Linked DNA regions of Mus musculus: region 2 is linked to region 1. Evidence: chromatin contacts called from public ChIA-PET data. All regions are on one chromosome and are shown on one strand. The core of a region is the stretch at or near the end of the contact, and the rest is flanking DNA. Distances in the headings are between cores, read along the strand shown.

What was found. ChIA-PET counts read pairs in DNA pulled down with a chosen protein or histone mark.
Region 2: a contact with region 1 is called in an RNA polymerase II ChIA-PET map of memory CD8 T cells, with 17 read pairs. The contact joins two enhancer-like sites. A contact is called at or near these places in 1 of 484 Hi-C or Micro-C datasets (bone marrow-derived macrophages), 4 of 115 datasets of contacts at active chromatin or transcription factors (the HPC-7 cell line, acute myeloid leukemia, memory CD8 T cells and 1 more) and 1 of 9 other capture datasets (embryonic stem cells).

The regions. Positions count from the first base shown.
Region 1 is chr16:92,616,892-92,623,209 of GRCm38.p6, forward strand. All of the region lies in intron 6 of Runx1 (runt related transcription factor 1), which reads right to left. Among named protein-coding and RNA genes, the nearest start is that of Gm30224, 24 kb to the left of the region's middle. Within about 2 kb of position 3,675, at least 171 of the 459 cell types and tissues checked have an H3K27ac peak or open chromatin away from gene starts, as enhancers often do. A contact at or near this core is called in the HPC-7 cell line, acute myeloid leukemia, bone marrow-derived macrophages and 1 more, where this site is marked.
Region 2 is chr16:92,782,853-92,789,531 of GRCm38.p6, forward strand. All of the region lies in intron 2 of Runx1 (runt related transcription factor 1), which reads right to left. Among named protein-coding and RNA genes, the nearest start is that of Gm30281, 24 kb to the left of the region's middle. Within about 2 kb of position 4,124, at least 78 of the 459 cell types and tissues checked have an H3K27ac peak or open chromatin away from gene starts, as enhancers often do. A contact at or near this core is called in the HPC-7 cell line, acute myeloid leukemia, bone marrow-derived macrophages and 1 more, where this site is marked.

The DNA of each region.
Region 1 (6,318 bases), core at 2,425-4,924:
CACAATATGTGGCCATCAAAAATGGTTAATTAATCTGAGTGATTTCCATGATTGCATTGCTAAAGGAAATTCAGTCCTGCCAAGAGACTTATCTGGTAAGGCAACACACACTTGAACTGGGGTGGGACTCAGGTACTACTGGAGTGCTTGGAGCTGAGTATCTTGAGAAGAGGTAGGCTCTGGGGATTAGATGCTGAATGAGTAAGGACTCTGGAATTTCGTGACACAGAGAAAGCAGGAATTCGGTGTTTTAATCAATCCATGCTTCTGTTTTTAAAAGCACCAGAAAAGTTGAGCCTTCTGTATGCTGGTTGTTTTTGTTTTCAGGACAAATGGTTTTGATGAGATTACATGACCAGGCCATTACAAATAATAGATAAGAGGGGCTCCTTTTACATCCCTGAACCCCATTCCCTTCCATTTGAAATGGAGGTCAAAGATAAGGGGAAAGGTAGGGAGACAGTACAAAGCACCATGACATATTTCACTCAGGAAAAGAATGTCTTAAAGGTACCAACATCAAAACATCTTTAGAGTCCACCATGACGCTGCCAAATAATTCATACCAGAGTGGCCTGCTTCTTCCTTTTTTAGCACTAAAATGTAAAGAGTTTTGGAGTTACCATTCTTGTCCTAAGAACAAGGAAAAAAGTAGAACAGAAAATCTGTGACTTTCCTGTATCTCCCACAGAATTCTAGCAGGAAAGCAGGGCACCACCCAAGTCCTGGGAGGCAGGCAAGCATGTAAAACCAACCCAAGGTCTGTTGATTAGAAACAGAAGCTCATGGAAGTACAACATGGAGATGTCACAAGTTGCTGGAGGCTGAATATAGACTGATAATGAGAATACAAGTCTGGAGAGCTATAGTACTGTCCAGGAGAAACATGTTTGTGGCCCAGGAACTCAACTGAGTTCTCATGGTTTCCCATCTTATGGTAGACTGCCAACCAAAGAGCTTTAAGCATAGACTAAAGCAGAGTTCATGGGAAACTCAAAGACAACAAGGGAGGAAGTAACAAAGACACTGGGGGAACTACATGCCTTTGTCAACTATAGCTTTGTAATCATTGAACCCAACTGGACGATCACAGAAAACTCACACCAAAGGTCTGAAGGGAACAAAGTGAAACCAACCCAGAGTTTTATACCCAGCAAAACTATTCTTCCAATGCAAAGGGAAAAGCAGTACATCTTCTGATGAAATGGAAATCAATGATCACCAACAGACATGTTTAAAGGGCCTCAGACAGAAAGAAAATGAAATGGACCAGAAACTTAGATCTTGGGTGAAAAGGAGGTCATCCCAGAAGAAGTGAATCAAATAAAATAAAACCCATTTTCTATTCATAACGGATCTGAAAGTTAACTGTTAGAAGTGATAACAGCCACAATTTGTTGGACAGTTACAGCATAAAGATCAAGAAAATAATTGGCAATAATGACAGATAAGAAAGAAGTGATACATCTCAGCAGAGTGGCGCTTGTCCAATACACGAGCTTGATCCTCAGGACCCACATAGTGGAAGGAAACCACTAATTCTTGTGAGTTGTCCTTTGACCTCCATATGTACAGCACAGCACACACACACACACACACACACACACACACACACACACACACACACAGACAGGCACATACACATGTACACACACAGAGACAGAGAGAGAGAGATAGACAGACAGACAGCACACACACAGAGACAGGCACATACACATACATACATACATACATACATACATACATACATACATACATACACAGACATAGAGACAAACAGACATATACATAGAGAGAGACAGAATCATATACATATATACACAAAGAGAGACAGCAGACACATACATAAAAGAGAGACAGACAGACAGACATGTACACACAGAGAGACAGACACATATACACACCATATACACACATGCACACATACACACACACAAAGAGAGAGAAACAGACACATACACGCACAAACACACATACACACACACAGAGAGAAGGGGAGGGGAGGGAGGGAGGGAGGGAGGAGGAAGAGGAGAGGGAGAGGCACACACATATACACAGAGAGAGACACTAAATTTAAAAATGTAAACAAAAGTTTAAATATAAGTAACATATAACAATTAAGGAATAACATTATTTGATTGTGGGCTTAGTTTTTAAACTCTACAGCAATTATTGAAGCAATTTTAAAATATTTATTTATTTATTTATTTATTTATTTATTGTTTAATGCATATGAGTGTTGTATTACTTGCATCATATCTGTGTACCTCATGCTTGTAGTGCCTAGGGAGACCTTAATCGTGTGTTGGATTTCCCTGGGATTGGAGTTAACAGACCGCCTTTAGCCACTAGTGGTTACTAGGAATCAAACCCAGGTCCACTGGATGAGCATTCAGTGCTTTAATGTCTGACCCAGCTCTCTAGCTCCCACAAAACTATTTTAAAAAAAAAATCATTTTCCTACCCGATAGGCAATAAACAAGCTAAAATGAAGTCACATAAAATGTTTCATTCCATTCAGAGGAGGCAGGAAAGCCGGGGGTGGGACTAAGAACCAGGTGCAACAGGCATAAAAGTTAGACCATGGCAGATCATAATCCAACTGTATCTATAAAGGTGAATTGTCTAAATCTACCACAGAGGTTGTCAGAACAAGCTACAAATAAAACTTAACTACCTGACGCATACAAATGGCTCATTTAAATGTAGATTCAGATAGGGCAAGCATAAAAGGGTGGAGAAGCTGTGCTAACACCAATCCAAGGAAAGCCCGAGTTGCTGTATCAAGTTTTCTACAAAGCCGATTGAAGATGGAGCTTTTCAGGGATAAGAGATAAGTTACGTTATGATAGTACGGAAAACCAAAAATACATTTTCCTTCACAGGTGTCCCGTGAACAAAGGGTCTCACTAACTGCAATACAAGGAAAAGCAGACAAACCCATCCTTACGGCAGGAGACTTTAGCACCCTCTTCCAGTCACCGATAGACCATGCAAGCAGAAATTCAGACTCGGCTGACCTGGACAGTATCAGTTTGACCTACAGAACACCGGTAGGCCGCTCCTTTCTTCTGAGGCACACAGATCACTCGCTAAGGCAGACTACACTTGAGGCCACAGAAGACTGCTTGGGTTTGAAGGCATAATCATACAAAGTATTTCCTTAGGCCACAAGGACTTAAACTAAAACCAAACAACACTCTCCCCTCCCCCGAAAAACAAAACAAAACAACAACAAAAACCAGTAACAGAAATATTACTTAGAAATCTTCAAAAATTGGAGATTATCTGGAGATGCCATAGCCACCAAATAAGAGATCTGAAAAGATATGTCGACTGTCAGTTACTTAATGAAAATGAAAACACCAACATTTAGGGACTGGAGACGAGGCAGCTTTGGAAGGGAAATTTCTGGTTCTGAAAACATATTTGAAAGGAAAGCCAGAACGCCAGTAACTAATGCGTATGGGGTGAGGAGGGGGAAAGAATGCCCCACACCCGAGGCAAAGAGAAGTAGCCGTATCTAAAGTGATCAATGAAGCTCACTCCAATCAGAAGAGTAAATAAATGTTCCTGTTTCGAAAACTCAAAGCATCCCGATTCAGCCTTGTGCCCTCCCTCCCTGTCCAAGGAAAGGACACGCGGGGACATCAGCCTAGTTCACTTGAGCCTTTGGTGGCCCTGGCACCTGACCTCACAGCCTGGGTTTTCTGGGTCAGGACGTTGGGGCTCTGCTGTAGTCAGGGCTCTGTTCCTTGAGTATTTGGCGGGCATCTCTAAAACAACAAGCCGTTCACCCTCGATCCATTGAAAATAAACAGTGGGCCATGCAATGCAGGGCCACTTGCTTCTTAACGCGCAAAATCTGCTCTGAGAATGGATAAACCCAAGGGGCCTGTTCTGGGTTTTTCCTTAGAAGACTCCCCCTCTTTCTGCAAGGCAGAAGGCAGAGTCATCCTCAGGGCGCCCTCCCAGTGCAGCTCAGTCATGGGTAGCTGGTGTAATGCCCTCTCGGATGCCTCAGAGAACACAACAGGATGTGAGTCAGGACACAGAGATGTTGAGTCAGTTTCCAGGGTGATGTGTCAGGGCGAGCCCCAGGGGAGGCTTGCACCTTCTCATTTGGGACCCTTGTGAAGAAAGACCCAGGATACCTTGTGTAGGAAAGTGGTGGCGCCCCCAGATGCTTGGAGGATGCCCCACCCCCACCCCCCACTCTGCAATGTCAGCTTTCACAGCCCTGGTGTTGGGCAGGTGACCCAACTGAAAGGCTGCTTGCCTCTGGTGGTTTTGAGCAGTGTTTCCTTTGGCTTCTGCGGTGGGCAGTAAACCCACAACAGCTCCAGAAGTCAGAACAGACAGGAGTCACCCCAGAGCTCCTTCCCCCAACCCCCACTCCCCAGGTAGCCAGCACTGGATTAGCATCGCCTAAGCACACCAGTGAGAACCAGTGATAACAGGAGTCAGTTCCCACCAGTTCTGGATCCTGGAAGAAAAGAGGGTTGTGAAAGAGCCCTGGGATTTGCCAAGCATTTGTCTCCCACTGGCTGCAGACATTTTGGTTAGTCATGTGCGTCTCGGCTGCGGTCACTGTTCCAACGGTTACTTTGAAGGGAGGCATCCAGAGTGAGCCAGGATGGAGACCTGCCTGGTAAGGCTGTTTCAAAGGCCTTCGGGGTCTGAGGGACCCATTCTAAATGACATCTATAGACCCAGGAGGTGACAGGCCACCTGAGAAAGGGAAGAAGGAATTGTGTGGCTTCATCTCCTGTTCCGGTACCCAAATTCCTCACTCATCCCGGGGAGGCCTCCTGACTTTGTGGTCAGGATGCTACAAATCTGAAATGCTTATTCCCAACATCAGGGACACTCCTAACCCCGGTGGCTCGCCCCAGAATCCTTTTCCTCCCAAATCTCTGTTTCCTCATTTTTTAAAAATGGGGTTGGGGGGTAACCAGACTCACCTGCCTCCCAGGTGTGAGAGTTAATTAATGTTTGTGGTACAGCTTTGAGATCCACAGATGAAAGGCTCTCTATAAATGCAAAGTGCTATTCCTCATTAGAGCTGCCAGACAGTTCCCAGGGGAAATAGCTCAGCCCTCGCCACGAGGGAGGCCTCTCCTCTCAGCCAGATCAGTCTGAGACAGGTCTGGAAAGGGCTCTGTATTTAGGCAGAGTCCTCCCTGTGCAAGGGTTCAGGGATAAGTCACCCGCTTCTAGAAAACACGCTGTTTTCATAACACCTCTCATTCTCCGTTGGCACCGTCTCTCCTCCAGACAGAGTGGCCTTTGGCGTCCAGACAGAACTGTGCTTCTGAGGGCACCAAAGGCCCCGTCTGGTCTCTGCAGTGTCCTTTCCTGCAGATAACTTATTTCGCCGAACTTTGTTAAAGAAGCCCCACCCCGACTCCTCACCGCACTGCACGAGCTGCCTGCACCTCTGACGTCCACTTATGTTTTCTAGGCCTGTAGTCAGGCTCAGCCACCATGTGGCAGGTGCCATCCTAGGAGCGCCTGCTGAATCATCCTCTCCTCCATTGCTTTCTCCTCTATAGAGTCTCGAAAGGCTGAGGGTAAAGATGACTTCCTGTCCCCAGCCCCCAGTGGTTCTTCTCCAGCCTCATATTCGTCCTTACTCCTCCCTTAAATAAGGTGAGGAGAAATTCACTGTCAGGTGTCAGAGGCCCCAGGTAGTTTAGTTTGGGAGCTTGGGCTCAGCCCTTTGTATGGAGGGACAAGACTGTCACTCATACAGAAGCTGTTGACACCTCCTGTGGGAAGCTGCGAGTGAGCGAGCGGGAGGACCTCATGCCTCTGGGTGTCTTACAGAGTGGAATGTACTGACAGTAGCACACACTGCAGGCTCTATTCATGTGGCTCAGGTCAGGGGATGTTGGAGATGTTGGTCCGGGCTGCCTGCAGAAGGTGGCTTGTTCTGTCCAGCTTGCTCTGGGCTGCTGCTGGGTCTTCAGGGGAGCACCAACTGTCTTTTGAAAACTGGATGCAGTAAGAGCTGGCCCTTGGGCGGTCACATTAAGTGAACAGCTGAGACTTTATGAGGGTCCTTAACATGCCTTAGGGTGATGGTAGGCACCAAGAAAGGAGTGGCTATTCTTCTTTGGAATTGCAGAGGGTGGTGATGATGGATCTATTATTACCTGTACAATGTCAATCAGGGCCCAGCCTAGATTGAAGTCCGACCTAATCCAGGCTCTATCAAGCCACTAGGTGGCTTTGTTTCCTTTGGGGGGTCACCGCTACCTGCGCAGCTCCCAGATCTCTGTGCCAAGGGCTGTCACTGAGCCTACACTCGGGACC
Region 2 (6,679 bases), core at 2,874-5,373, 170 kb after region 1:
GACAGACAGACAGAGAGACAGATAGACAGAGACAGATATGCCTGTATTACTCTTACACAGTAAATACATTTGCAAGAGTGCATGTGTGTGTGTGTGTGTGTGCGCGCACACACACACACACACACACACACACACACACCAGTAGTAATCACAGCTCTCTTTGAGGAAGTGAGCCTGTCTCACTGAAAGACTGGTACTAGTTACTTTCTTGGCTATAATTTGAGATTTAAATGTTGTAATTTTCTTGTTCCCTGCTATCATTCTGTTTATAGGACAGGCCGTTGGGAGCTAATGGTTTTTTTTCCCCTCCACTCTGTTCTTTCTGTGCCCTCTGTCCGTCTCTTGGAATGTACACGATGGGGCAAAAGGACCCATATCCTGTGCCTCCCCTCCCCCTGCCGCCCTGAAGATACCATACCCTCAGCCAGGCAGCGTTCTCTTGCAGAAGTTTGAACACAGGGAATTGTGTTAGAGAAACATATCTGTTTGATGCTTTTGTGTCCTGTCCACAGGGATGTAAGATCATGCAATGTCAGGCCAGGAGGAGTGGACCTATTAATGTGTGCTTGTTGCTGGGCAGGAATTGTCCCAGGTAGTGCCATCTTTGAGCTCCTCCCAGTGTCAGGTTCCCTTGAAGCAGGTCTGATCTCTGAGTCAGTCCCTCAGCCTAGCTGTGGGGCTCAGACAGGAGTCAGTGTCCAGGGGGGAGAGGCAGGGATCCGGTGGAGGGAACAGACAGAGACGCCTGTGTTGGGATGCAGAAGAGGCAATGGGAAAAAAGGAAGGCTACCTCTGCGGGGACCTGGGGTGTGTCTTCATCTTGTCCAGGGTTTAAGACCGCAGACGTCCCTATTGCAGTGCCTGCAGCAGCACATGTCTGGCCCTTGGTGACTCTTTCTCAAGCACTGTGGACATGTTTATGAAGTAGACCACGAGCTCCCGGGGTCCCATGGGGAAGGTGAAGAGGAGGGCAGGATCTTTGGCCTAAAAACAGACTTCCCGGCACAGTGTTGACACTTCTCAAATAACAGCTAGCTCAAAAAGAAAACCCCAAAACCAGAAAACCAAGCTCTTCCCCTCTCTGCGCTGTCTGAATGGACTCCACCTCACTGTAGAGTGTTCCTTGACACAGTCTGAGGGGGTGGGGTGGGGTATTGAAAAATCTGGGCACAGAAACTGTGACCAACAAATGATGCAGGAACCCTGGTGTTTTTGGCTTGGCTCCCTAAGCTTATCACTTTTCCTTACGCAGGGAAGCCAGGAGGTTAAAAAGAAGACCCAGGGCTGCAGGGACAGATCTCTCAGGCAGTAAAGAGCTTGCTGCAGAAGCAAGAGGATTGAATTAAACCCATGCAAAACAGCTTGGATTGCAAATAATTACTTGGTAATCTCGGGCCTGGGGTGGGGACCAGGGAGCAGAGACAGATGGATCCCTGAGATTTGCCTGCGGCCAAACGGAGGAGCTCCAGGCTGGTGAGAACTCTGTCTCAAAAGACAAAGTGGACAGCCACTGAGCAACCTCCTCCAGCCCTCACCTCTGGCACCCCCTGTGCATGTGGGCCTGTAGGAACATGCACACGTGCACGCACATGCATGCAGTACAAAAGTTGAAAAGACATATGTGCACACACAAGCACACAAATAACCTGCCTAATTATTTAAAACAAAACCAAACCAAAATGCATGTATGTAAGAGATCAGGTCTTAAGCAACAGGATATAGATACAGATACCATCATATTTTTTTTTCAAAATATAGAAATATTGCCACATTTTCCATGAGGTTAACTTTTGAGGCGAAAGGGTAATTTTGAACCTATGGTTTCTTTAAAAAAAAATCTCTTAGCCAAAGCAGAAACAGTTTCTTGGGAGAGGAAAATGACTGAGTTGTCATATCCATAGCGGGGTGGGGGACATTGTCCAGGTTCTCCCATTGCTTCCTAATGTCACAGGCTGAGCCTTGGTTACACATTCATAACACCATATAAATGTGAACAAAATCTTGCAAGGAAGAGCCAAATGGCCGATGATAGACGCGCACTGGCACCAAGGTCATCCACCTCAGCCTGAGAGGCCATATTTAAATTTAAGCTGGGAGTCAGTTCTTCCCTTCACAATCTCAAAAATGTCGTCTTCTCGCCTCCGTGAGATGGGGGAGTGAAGGCTTTGAGTGGGCCTCTTCCTGCAGTGTGTCTGGCCTTGGGTTCTTAGAGTCAGCTAACATCAAAGGAAGCAGAAGAAATGGTGTGAGGACCACAGATAACTGGGGCAAGGGGATTGCTAAAATTAGGGGTGAGGTAGCCTGGGCTCTGGCAAGGACTGTGTGGACCTTCTCCAGAGGATAAACTCTTACTTACATTCTAACCTTCAAAGAGAAAGGCTTACTCCACAGGCCTGAGTGTCTTCCAGACTGCATAGATCTGTGGCCTCGGGTCCTTCCTAACAATTCTCCATGCTGATATTCAAATCCATTGCTTTGTGCTGCGGGGCCCTGTGTAATCCCGAAGTTGACAGACATGTCTCTTTCCTGCAGATGGTCTAAGATGGCTTCCATAATCAGACACATCCCACACGCTCCTCTCCCCCCCTCCCCCCATTCCTCCTGCTCAGGGTCCTTTACAGAGTCCTCTCTGCATTTGGGGTACATCTGGTGTGGGGGTTTTTGCAAGCTGGGGTAGCAAAGTCAGGGCCAGCCCCACCCCATGTGTGGGCTGAGGGAGTGGTCACCTGGGACCCTGTGCAGTGTCTCACTTTCTCCCTCTCTCTCTCACGATGCACGTGTTTCCCTAGCTACTGTATCTAAATGTCTACCCTTCAGGATTTATGCTTTGAGGATAGCTATCACATCTCGGCTGGGCCCATCAGGAAAGGGCTGAACTTTTTTTCTGTGAATATCTTGGCTTCCCTAATTTCCTTCCTCTTCAAAGAATTTACGGACACCAGAAAGTTTGAGAAAGGATGAAGAGAAGCCAATTTGACTCAAGTGGGGACCACAGAGATCAACCTTATTTCCCTAAGAAAGCCCTTGTGGGCCTCCTCAGAAAGCCGCCATGTCTAGAGAGCATGACAGGACAGTCGGAGATAAGAGGAGCTGTCCCTGTGGATCTTGGCTCCCTCCCACCTTTCCCCTGCCACACTCATCTTCCTCCTTTTGGGAGATCTTTTTTAGGCTTTGAGCACCAGATGCCTCAAATTTGGAGAGTGAGGGAGAGCCAGAGAGCCTCATCCACTTAGTCAGCTCTGGTTGTCTTCTGTCCTAAACAAACCACAAACTGCCTCACCCCAACACATACACGGTAAGCACAGCCCCAGAGTGGATGTCCCTGTCCCACCCTGGCCTATCCACCATAAGCACTGCCCCTAAGTGGATGTCCCAGAATAGAACCCCTTGCCTCAAAGAGGCCAGCCTCCAAAGCTCTCTTTCACTAAGCAGAGGGGTGCATGGTAAGTGGGTAAGTTACAGGTCAGCATAGGGGTCCCAGAATTCAGGCCTGAGGGCGAACAGGGCACAGCTGGGCAGAGAGGGCCTTTATCTCCTGCCAGTTGGACCCAGAGATGGTTTTGGAGGCTGGAGTGCTCTGTGTGTTCCTGGCAGATGTTTCCCAAGCTACTCTGGTGGCTGTGGCTCCGGGCCTGGCCCAGAATAACACATTGTTAGCATATGTTAACAGTCTGCCTTTTCTCCAAAGATCACATAATGCTTTCCACTTAGTGTCTGTCTCGCAAGTGTTACTATCTGTTTTATGGTCAACAAAACCGAGATACAGTGAGGTTGGGGAGCACCCACATCTGAGTGGGAATGGGTTGGGGGGTTTGACCCTGGAGACCTGTGCTTCCTGAGTCTCAGCTGTTATTCACCAAGTGCCCTCCTCGACGGTTCCTTCCAGAATGCTCTCTCTGACTGACTGATCTCAAGATCTGGTAGGAGTTAAAAGGAACACATATGTTCTGATCTCCTCAATCTCTCTCTCTCTCTCTCTCTCTCTCTCTCTCTCTCTCTCTCTCACACACACACACACACACACACACACACACACACACACACACACACACACACTGCAGTGTTTAGCATGTGGTGACAGATGAAAGAGGAGGGACTCTGTTTCGGTACAGGGTTTTGTGACCACACATGGTTTCTTTCCTTCGCCCCAGAGGAAGCACATGAAATCAAGACTGAGCTCGAGGGTTGCCCACCTCCCTCCCCTCCCTCCTCTCCCTCCCCTCCCTTCCCTCCCTTCCCTCCCTTCCCTCCTGTTCTTCCTCCATCTGAAGCCCTACTCTTTCTGTCCCCTGAACTTTCTTAGTAACTGGTCACTGATACCATTCCACAGAAAGAGGAACCACCAGGCTGAAGTGAAGTGGAAATTTCCAGAAGACTTCAGTGGCTCTGAACAAGGACAGCGCCATGCTGCTGGGGCAGGAGAGGCTTGCAGGGAGGCTGCTGATTTAGGGTGTGCTGACTCCCTCGTAGGCAGAGGGCTCCATAACTGTCACTCAAACGAAAGCAAGAGATTTCCTGGGTGGAGACACCTAAGAGGAGCTAGAAATGTAGAAAGCCAAGTCCTTAGGAAAATAACTACAGAGCAAAAGTTGCCAGGACTGAAGATTACAAAGCACAGCCTGGAAATTAAAGACCTAAATGAATGGAAAGACAAAACCACTGAGAGACTGTGCTCCATGCCATTGAGAGACTGTCCTCCATGCCATTGAGAGACTGTGCTCCATGCCATTGAGAGACTGTGCTCCATGACTTTGAGAGACTGTGCTCCATGCCATTGAGAGACTGTGCTCCATGCCATTGAGAGACTGTGCTCCATGACTTTGAGAGACTGTGCTCCATGACATTGAGAGACTGTGCTCCATGCCATCGAGAGACTGTGCTCCATGACATTGAGAGACTGTGATCCATGCTTTTGAGAGACTGTGATCCATGCCATTGAGAGGACAATCAAGCAATCTACAGATTGAATGTAGTACTTACTGAAATCCCAATGGAATCTCTCTTTCTCTCTCTCACTCTCTCCATGAGTGTGTGTGTGTGTGTGTGTGTGTGTGTATGTATATGTGTGCACACATATATGTGCAGATGTGTGTGGAGGTAGGAGGTGGGGAAACATACCTCAGATAGTGTTTGATAGTGCTCTGTTGTGGTTGTTTTTCTTTTTCCTAGACAGGGTCTCTCACGGCCTGGACCTTACTGAGTAGGTGAGGCTGGCTCACTTGATGTATTTCTCACCATTGAGGATCGCCATCTTTGGTCACTGCCACATTACCAGGACAGAACACATAATAAGCACATAGACAATCCTCAAGATAACAACTTACTAAATGCACACGGAGGAGATAAATATATCTGCACCTTGCCCTTTTGCAATAAAGCAAGCGAATACGAGGGGAATTTTGTAGTGCCCTGGGGAGCACAGCCGTGCTGGACGGTGAATTGTCACCACACACGTGAAGAAGCAGTGCTGATTTCTTTTGCTTCCTCCATCTGAGAAGCAAGTTTGTTCCTCTGGGCTGTCTCCAGATCCTCACATCCAAGGCTTGGCTCTCTGGATCACAATCCATGTGAAATCACTTCCCCATCTGAGAAAGTCATCAGGGGATCTTAATCCATCTTAATCATCAATGGCAAAGGGGCCCTGAGAGTGGAGATGCAGTTATGACTGTGTGGGATGCCAGCACTTGGCTTCATCTGGGTGAGAGCGAGTCTCCATAGCAAGGAGCCGACAGCTGGCGGGAACATTGCAGAGCTGTCTGCAAGTGACTGAGCTGGGTAGGCCGGAATGGGAGCCTCCCGCAGGGAGACACTTAGGACTTGTAGACGCGACTACGTCCAAACAAATGTTCAATTTCATGCTTAACTGATGATCTCCACTTTGATGACGAGTGACCAAGAGGAAAGCTGTCTGTTAAAAGGTGACTCACCCGCCTCTCGTTTTAAATCAATCTTGGGAACATGGTCCTGAATTACATCACTGACCTCCTGAAGACGGGAAGTCTCTGAGAGAAAATATCCCAGAACCACAGATTCTGTGTGAGGGTCGATACCTTGTGAGGGAGCCTCTTCGTTCCCAGGGATGGCTGTTACCGAAGGACAGGAGGACTGAGCTGTCCCTGAGACCAGCAAGAAGAATTTCCTACCCTGGTGATGAACAGGCTGACAGTGACAGTGACTGTCACTAAGTGCCTAACCTGAGCACGTGTGAAACATCTTCAAAGTAATAACAGAACTAAGGGGTGGCTTATGCTTTGCAAGCACAAGGACTTGAGTTCAAAAGATGCCCTGTCTCAGAAAACAAACAGGTATAGAAAGCCCCAGGACATGCCTTTTGTATGCACCCATAAGCTGTGGAGGTTCATGTCGTTGCATAAATCTGGAATCCTGGCATGTGGGAGGTTGAGTCATGAGGATTGTGGATCTGGGGGCAGCCTGGGCTACTTAATGTTCGGCCAGCCTAGGCAAGCTAGCAAGATTCTGTCTCAAAACAACAAACAGACAAAAAAAAAAAAAAAAACAGGCCAGCAAACTAAAAGAGTCTACATGAAGACTATAGATAGATGATAGGTAGATAGATAGATAGATAGATAGATAGATAGATAGGAACGTGAGACATAGGTTTCTCTGTAAGCACCTTGGCACAGCACTAGCAGTGAAGTCTTTAGTCTTATAGCACATT